Regions from separate parts of the Gasterosteus aculeatus genome. Here region 1 is linked to region 2. A link is a contact called in public Hi-C data. All regions are on one chromosome and are shown on one strand. Each heading gives the region's core, a stretch centred on a gene start, on an enhancer-like site or on the middle of the called end of the contact. The rest is flanking DNA. Distances are from core to core; before and after follow the strand shown.

Region 1 (3,351 bases), core at 403-2,902, 150 kb before region 2:
GTGCAGACCCGTTGTGAATCAGGTTATAGAGTCCTCTCAGCTGTTGATGACTCTAATGGCAGTGGGGGGAAAAAGAGTTTGGGGGGGGACAGACAATTTTATAAAGAATTAGAAAAGGGCTTTTATTGAAAGGGAAACCATTTCTAAATCCCTGAAGATGGGACACTGATGTTTAAATTTAGTTGGCACAGTTTTGCCAATGATTTGTGTAGATTCTTCTATTTAACGGTTATAGTGGGGCAATCAATCATCTATTGTATGCATGCAGCATTTTTCTATATAAACTCAAATCAAAAAGATGTCTTTTGAGGCATCACAGCTGTTGACATAAGTTTGCGTAAAAGGCATCTTTTCGATGTATAAACAGAACACAAACAGCTATTTCTTGGACTTGATTGAATTATTTACTTCCCCTCCCACTCACCCAGAATCACAGACACTTTACTGCACGGTGGCTGCACTTACATTGTTAGTCACTCCGTTAAGTGTCTGCTGCGCTGCGTCCAGATGCTAAATACGCCGCGCGCGTGTGCGTGTGTGTGTGAAGCACTACGGTATTTAACACATTAGGGGTGAGAACGAGTGTCTGTTTTGGAACATGGGGAATGATCCCAAAGACCCGGGGACGGCAGCAGTGCAAAGCTAAAGAACACAACGGATGCCTTTGCATGTTTTTATGCAAAGATAAGGATGCGAGTAGCACAGGAGGCGTCGCCTTAGTTATAAGACGTGATGACCTCGCAGGCCACATTAAAGAAATGCCTCACGCATCTCTGGCGCACATTCCACAGGTTTACGCCTCCGACCTTGCGAGGACCCCCCTCCCCCCCCCGCGCATCTGATTTACCAACGCCGCGTCGCAGCCGCCGAGTCACAACTGAAAGTCCCGCAGGGTGATCCGAGGCGAGGAAAGCAATCAACGTTTAATGTGCGCGCCAAAGGGGCGCGCGTTCGGGTGACTTTGAGCCGTGCAAATGTTTGTGCGAGTCAGAGCGCCGATGCGCGGATGGTCCACAGCGGTTTGTGTGCCGCCGCAAACAGAAACGAGGTGAGCTCGGATCGGCCCGCTTGAGGATCGGATGAAGCATTATTAACAAAAGCGGCGTTATTAAGTCTCATTGTCACGTTTTTGTTGTTGTTGTTGTTGTTGCAGATCTTAGGTGGCGCATTGCCTCATTCGCAGATGAAAGATGTTACGTGCTTCCAGCTTGGTGAATATTACAACCCCGTTATTCCCCCCCACCGCACTGCACCGCCTCCCTTTGTCTCAGTCAGGAGGAACATCATCCAGATTCCAGTCGCGCGTGGAGACGCCGTGAGTGTCCTTCAAGGCGCCAGAAGATGGAAATAAGGAACGTTTCGCAGTCGGCTGCGTCCTTTGGCGGGATCCGCTTTAATATTACATTTGTAGGAACAGAGAGAAACTGCTGAGATGTGTTGTAGTGCCTCCGTGGAATTCTGGGAAATAATGTTATAATGTGCTTTATGAGCCCACCGTCAGACACGGGGAGTGCGTGTGCGTGTGCGTGTGGAGGGCACGTTCATGCGAGTGTGAGTACACACTTCTCATTAGACACAGCTCAGCGGTCTACTTTGAAATCTCGCTCCGTCACAGTCACACATACACGCACGCGCGCACACACACACACACACACCCTTCTCTTTCTCTCTGTGATGTTTCCATAGCAACGGCCGGCGGGCCCAGGAGGTGGAGAAGGCCAGCGATTGTATCCAGAAGCCACGTTGAATTAAATGAAATACGCACGCGGCGGCGGGTCGATCGAGGTGTCACTGCCGGTGTCAAAGCCAAATAAAAGATGCAGCAGACACTTAATGCACCCCCACCCCCCTCCTCCCCACCCCCCTCCTCCCCCATCCCTCCCCAGAGATGGAGATGAAGATGCTTTTCGCAATTTTGCTTCCGCTTGTCTCCCACGAGTGAGATATCGGGGTCGCGCGCCGCAGATGGAGGAGTGTTTTTTTTTTTTTTTTAATGAATTCCACTCAGACCGGACTTGGCAGTCATTTTAAACATGGACCCCTTTCAAGGAGTCGGTTGGTGCCAGTTGGAGGTTGCGGCGCATAAAACTGCAGCAGGGAGACAACCGAGAGCAGCTGGATGTAAATATGGCTGCGTGGATCAGATTAGATAGATAATGAGAGAAGTTTGTTCATATGGAGCACAACCTGTTCTTATGCACAACGCACACACACACACACACAGACAGAGTGTGTGCATGTGTTTACATTACACAAACAATATTGTGTAATTTGCTGGTTTGTCCCCGTTGAAAACAGTTGTACCTCATGCTGTTTTCTTTTGGAGGTAGTAAATAAGCGACGCCCCCCCAACATTAAGTCCTGCTAAGACCCGAATGAAGTTTAGTTTAATCACACAAAGACAGTTCTAACATCAGGCAGTGAAGTTGCATTTGGCACGTTTATGTGGTGTTTGTTAGTGAATCGAATCTGGGATTCCTGCCCATCAGACTATCATCCTCTTTCTTTAGTGGTGTCAAATGAAAGCTGCAGGCATCACTTACCGGGGGGGGGGGGGCCCCCGACCCTTCAAATCCGGAGTCGTATCAGCGCCGCCATTTCCGGCTGAAGGGAAGTGGACGATGCGAATGGAGCCGACCTGTGAGTCGGCCGGGCGCCAGCAGATGTCTCTCCAGCGCTGCACAATCCACACTCCCTCCTCCCAGCCGCTCAGAGCACGAGAGCTTATCTGAGAGCACAAGTGCTGATAAGGCGGCAGGCTGTCCTCTCCCATCAAGCGTGATGGATGGGTCTTATTGCAGATCTCCTCGTGAATGAGGACGGCGGGAGAATCGCTGATCGGGTCCTCGGCGCTTCTCGTCTGATCCATCGGGATCCACCAAGTACAACTATAAGAAACTATCCTTCTGGTTGTTTTTTTTTGCCTTTTTGGGCCACAGGGGAAGTTAATCATGGAACTGCTTTTGGGAAACATGGAGTTTAGATTGTCCTCCACCTGTTTTTCACACTTCTCTGCTGTGGTTTGGTGTCAGGATGGAGGACTCACCCGATGGCATCCACCCAAAACGTCTTCATGAGTAAACAAGAGCTGCAACAAATGACCCAACCTTGACCTCTGGTTACTCTTATTTACTGGAATTTTGTATTACGCCATTAAGTGAACCACGCATGTCAAGACCCCATCGGAATAATGGGGGGGGGCATTCGAAGCCTAGAAGTGCCCATGTGGGCGGAGGTGTGCACGTGTCCGTGTGTATAAGCTCCGGCCTCCACAAATGTAAAAGCTGTGTGTTTGTCCTCAGATTCTTCGTGTTGCTGCTTTTTGAAAGTAACCTGTTCCCCGCGTTGTTG
Region 2 (3,423 bases), core at 878-3,377:
GCTGCAGCGGAGACGCTGCTAGAGGTCCTGACAGTCTGCGTTGTTTAATCCCACGGCGCCTTAGTAGGCGGCCGGAAAGATTCGCTGTGTTTCCGTGTTCTTTTATTCGTCTTCTACATATTCTACAAACAGCGGCCGACTTATTTAGAACACCTCCGTGTTTGCAAAAGCCAAAATGTTTCCACGCGCTGGATCGATACGTTGGTTTGTAAATGTCTCGCTCGCAGTCGTCTCCTCCACGCTGTGTTTTGTTGTTGTTCAGAGTTTTGCGCGGCTGCCGCTGCGTACTGATGACGTCACAGACAGGCAGACTGAATCCAGTAACGTCTAACGTGTCTAAAGTGCTAAAAAACAAACAAACAAACACACATCCACACCGTTTTTGTGCTTAAATCCAATGTGCAGTTTCCAAGTATCGATACAATCGATTATGTACCATTTCAATCGATTTGTAATCGATATATGTCGTCCGGAATGCCGATTTTGCGGAGCACAGATCGATTCAGTTGGATCGCAGGAATATAAATCGATTAATCGATTCACTCCTCGCATTCTCAGACAAAAAGTGGCTCCCGATCATTTTTAACTCAGCGCTTATTATGGATCCCTCGCCGTGTCCCCGTGTTCACATGCCGGTGTTCATTTGGCGACATCGTGCGGGGTTTGATAAAGACTAATCCCCAACTTCATCGCTCACTACTAATGGAAGTAACGGCCGCGGATTCTGTGATGTCCAGACACATGTGATCTTCAGATCGGATCAAGTGTCCCGCTTGTGTCTGCAAAACACTTGAAGAGAATGGGAGCATAATCGCACCAACAAGCCGTCCTTCCCTTTCATCATCATCTCATCATTTAATAAGTCCGCCCTCTGCAGGACGCCGTCATCGCCACTTTCACGCCCGCCTAAATCGCAGCAGTAAGCGTCCACTAGTGACGGGGAGGGAATCATCGGAGGGGGGGGTTACCAAAGATCTGGCCTCCAAAAGGAATCCGCTCCAAATGGTGGAAATAGTTTTGCTGTCTCCAAACGCCATCAATCTCCGCTTTGTCCCCGGAGGATTTTGGCCGTGAGCCTGTTTATAACACACACCCCTCCCTCCGCCCCCTCCGCCCAGCGGGAAGTGTTATTGCCCTTTCTCCTTGGATGATGGTGTTAATGCACCATAATAAAATCATTTATCCTCGCTTGGATAGTTCATTTCACAGCGCGATGCCGGAGAATCAAAGCTAATGTCACTCGTTGTTTCCTCTTTAGCTGAAGGTCCTGCGCTGGTTTCCCTCCTGATCCGTTTAAGCTCCTCGGCGTCCGGCGGCTACCAGGCCTGCAAGCGGGGCCCAGATGTCAGTGACGGCCGTCGCGGCGGCAGATGTTTCTAAGCGGTGACCCTGTGAAATGGGTGCTCGTGTGCCGCCTGCACGTGTTTTATTCCCCCTGTTTGTCGCGTCAGCAGTGAAGCAGTTAATCTCCGTTCCGGCTTGAAAAAGAGGACCAAAGTACGGCTGCTGCTCCACGCTTGTACAGGAGGTGATTCCTGCACTAACAAACCACAAATTAACTGCAAGTCGAGGAGGAGTTGATGGATTTATATTAAGCCTTTTTTAATCCTTTAACGATAAACAAACCGAACAGTCGTGTTTCAGATTTTAATTAGTGATACCTCTTTGATTTTTCTCAAACAGCACTGACCCCTGTTATTTTTTTAATGTTCTTAATTTCAGACTTACTTCTGCCAAGGGAAGGTACATTTACGTCACCCGCTGCTATAAGTGCAGAATCTCAACGTTTAATTAATACTCAACAACACAACGCTAAATGAACCCCGGCTCGTCGGCAACTTCCAGCATGTCACTTCCTCTTGGCAGCTTATTTTCCCCCCAAACAAATCTCAAAGCCGCTCTCAGGATGGAGGCACTCATTTAGTGTCTAGTGCCGAGTACGAAACGTATCGCTCGCCCGACTGGAGGAGTAAGCACTTTAGGGACGAGCAAACCGCTCGGCACAAGCTGCTGAACACACACACACACACACACACACACCTTGGCCCACCTTACCTCGTGCACGTCCATCCTTCACTCTAAATCTCCTCGGGAAAACGTGGAGCTCCTCACAGTCACAATGGATCTGAGTGTCTCCGTGGATCTGAGAGTCACCGTGGATCTGAGAGTCTTCGTGGCACTTGGGCATCCAATTAACCTCCCCAGGGGGCCGATTCATCACGATCTAAGCAGGCCGGGATTTCAGAACCGCAAAATATTACTACGCGGCTGTCACGACCCTCCCTGCTCCTTTGGTCTTGTTTTCACCCGCCGTGCGTGATGGGAAAACTGGACCAACCTGTCTGTAATGGTGACCAGTTCCCATGCAGCAGCTCATATTGATATTACAATGAATTCCTTTGAGAATCGAGTTTGTCCTTCTGCTAAAGGAGCCGTTACAGTTGGTTGCTCCTGTTATTCGCTTGCTGAGGGCCGACCCGGCAGACGGATGTGTTTGTGGGTTCGTCGGTCGCCAGCGACAAGCCGCTTTGGATCCCCTCTGGGTCGTTGTCCCAGCAGGACTCTACACCTGATTTCATTCATCATCTGCCTGGAACCATAACAGGCCTGTCACTCTCCCCCGGCAGTGATAACCTACTTTAGCGGCTCCCGCGCGCCAACAGAATCAAATCCGCCCGCCCGGCGACTCGCTCAGGCCTCTCATTCCTGCCGCCGCAGCCAAATAGAGGGGTCAAATCATTTCACTCTGGGCTTTAATGGGAGTTAGAGCGAGTGTGCATCAAGGACAGACGGCTGAAGACGCCCGCTGGAACTCTGCTGCCCTCTGCTGGCGGGGAGCGACTTTGAGTGCGAGGATAGACTTCCCTCCAAGAAGAAAAAACTCACGACACTCACAACTTCTGCCAACTTCTCTGATAATGTATTCCAGTTCATGGCACCGGATGAAGAATCTGGCAGAGGCACGGGAATATTTTAGGGTGCAGATGTGCTCGCGGGGGCCACGTTCCATCCGAGCTCCATGGACGCAAATAGATGCAGTTTCCTCTTCTTTATGCACCAGTTTATTTGACTTCACTGAAACCGTCGCTGCGAAAACAAAAGGGCCTTGTTTCTCTCCAGTTTATTCTCCTACTGCTAATCTGGAATAAAGATGGTGGATTTCTTTGCTGTGCGATTCTATCCGGGCCTCTCGGCATGCTCGGCGGGCAGGAAGAGCCTTTTTAATAGTGCAGTCACCTTCTGTGAAGACACACTGGAGAGGATATCTGCAGCTGGTCTTATCGCGGAGGGTGGATTTGCTTTTAGATGAAGTGGGGAGACACACACACACACAGACACACACACACACACACACTGTTCCCGAGCTGTCCCTGTGCGAAGGACCTCAGCACTTTATCGAGTCCCTGCTTCCCAGTGAGGCAA

The links. Hi-C and Micro-C count contacts between places; a contact is called where the count stands out from the background.
Region 1: a Hi-C map of skeletal muscle shows a contact between it and region 2, with 9 times the contacts expected there. The contact joins two enhancer-like sites. A contact is called at or near these places in 2 of 6 Hi-C or Micro-C datasets (both in skeletal muscle).

Annotation. Positions count from the first base shown.
Region 1 is chr1:3,317,257-3,320,607 of fGasAcu3.hap1.1, reverse strand. All of the region lies in intron 1 of lsamp (limbic system associated membrane protein), which reads left to right. Among protein-coding and RNA genes, the nearest start is that of lsamp, 140 kb to the left of the region's middle. Within about 2 kb of position 1,652, at least 4 of the 9 cell types and tissues checked have open chromatin away from gene starts, as enhancers often do.
Region 2 is chr1:3,166,510-3,169,932 of fGasAcu3.hap1.1, reverse strand. The region is part of intron 7 of lsamp (limbic system associated membrane protein); the gene reads left to right. Among protein-coding and RNA genes, the nearest start is that of gap43, 20 kb to the right of the region's middle. Within about 2 kb of position 2,127, at least 5 of the 9 cell types and tissues checked have open chromatin away from gene starts, as enhancers often do.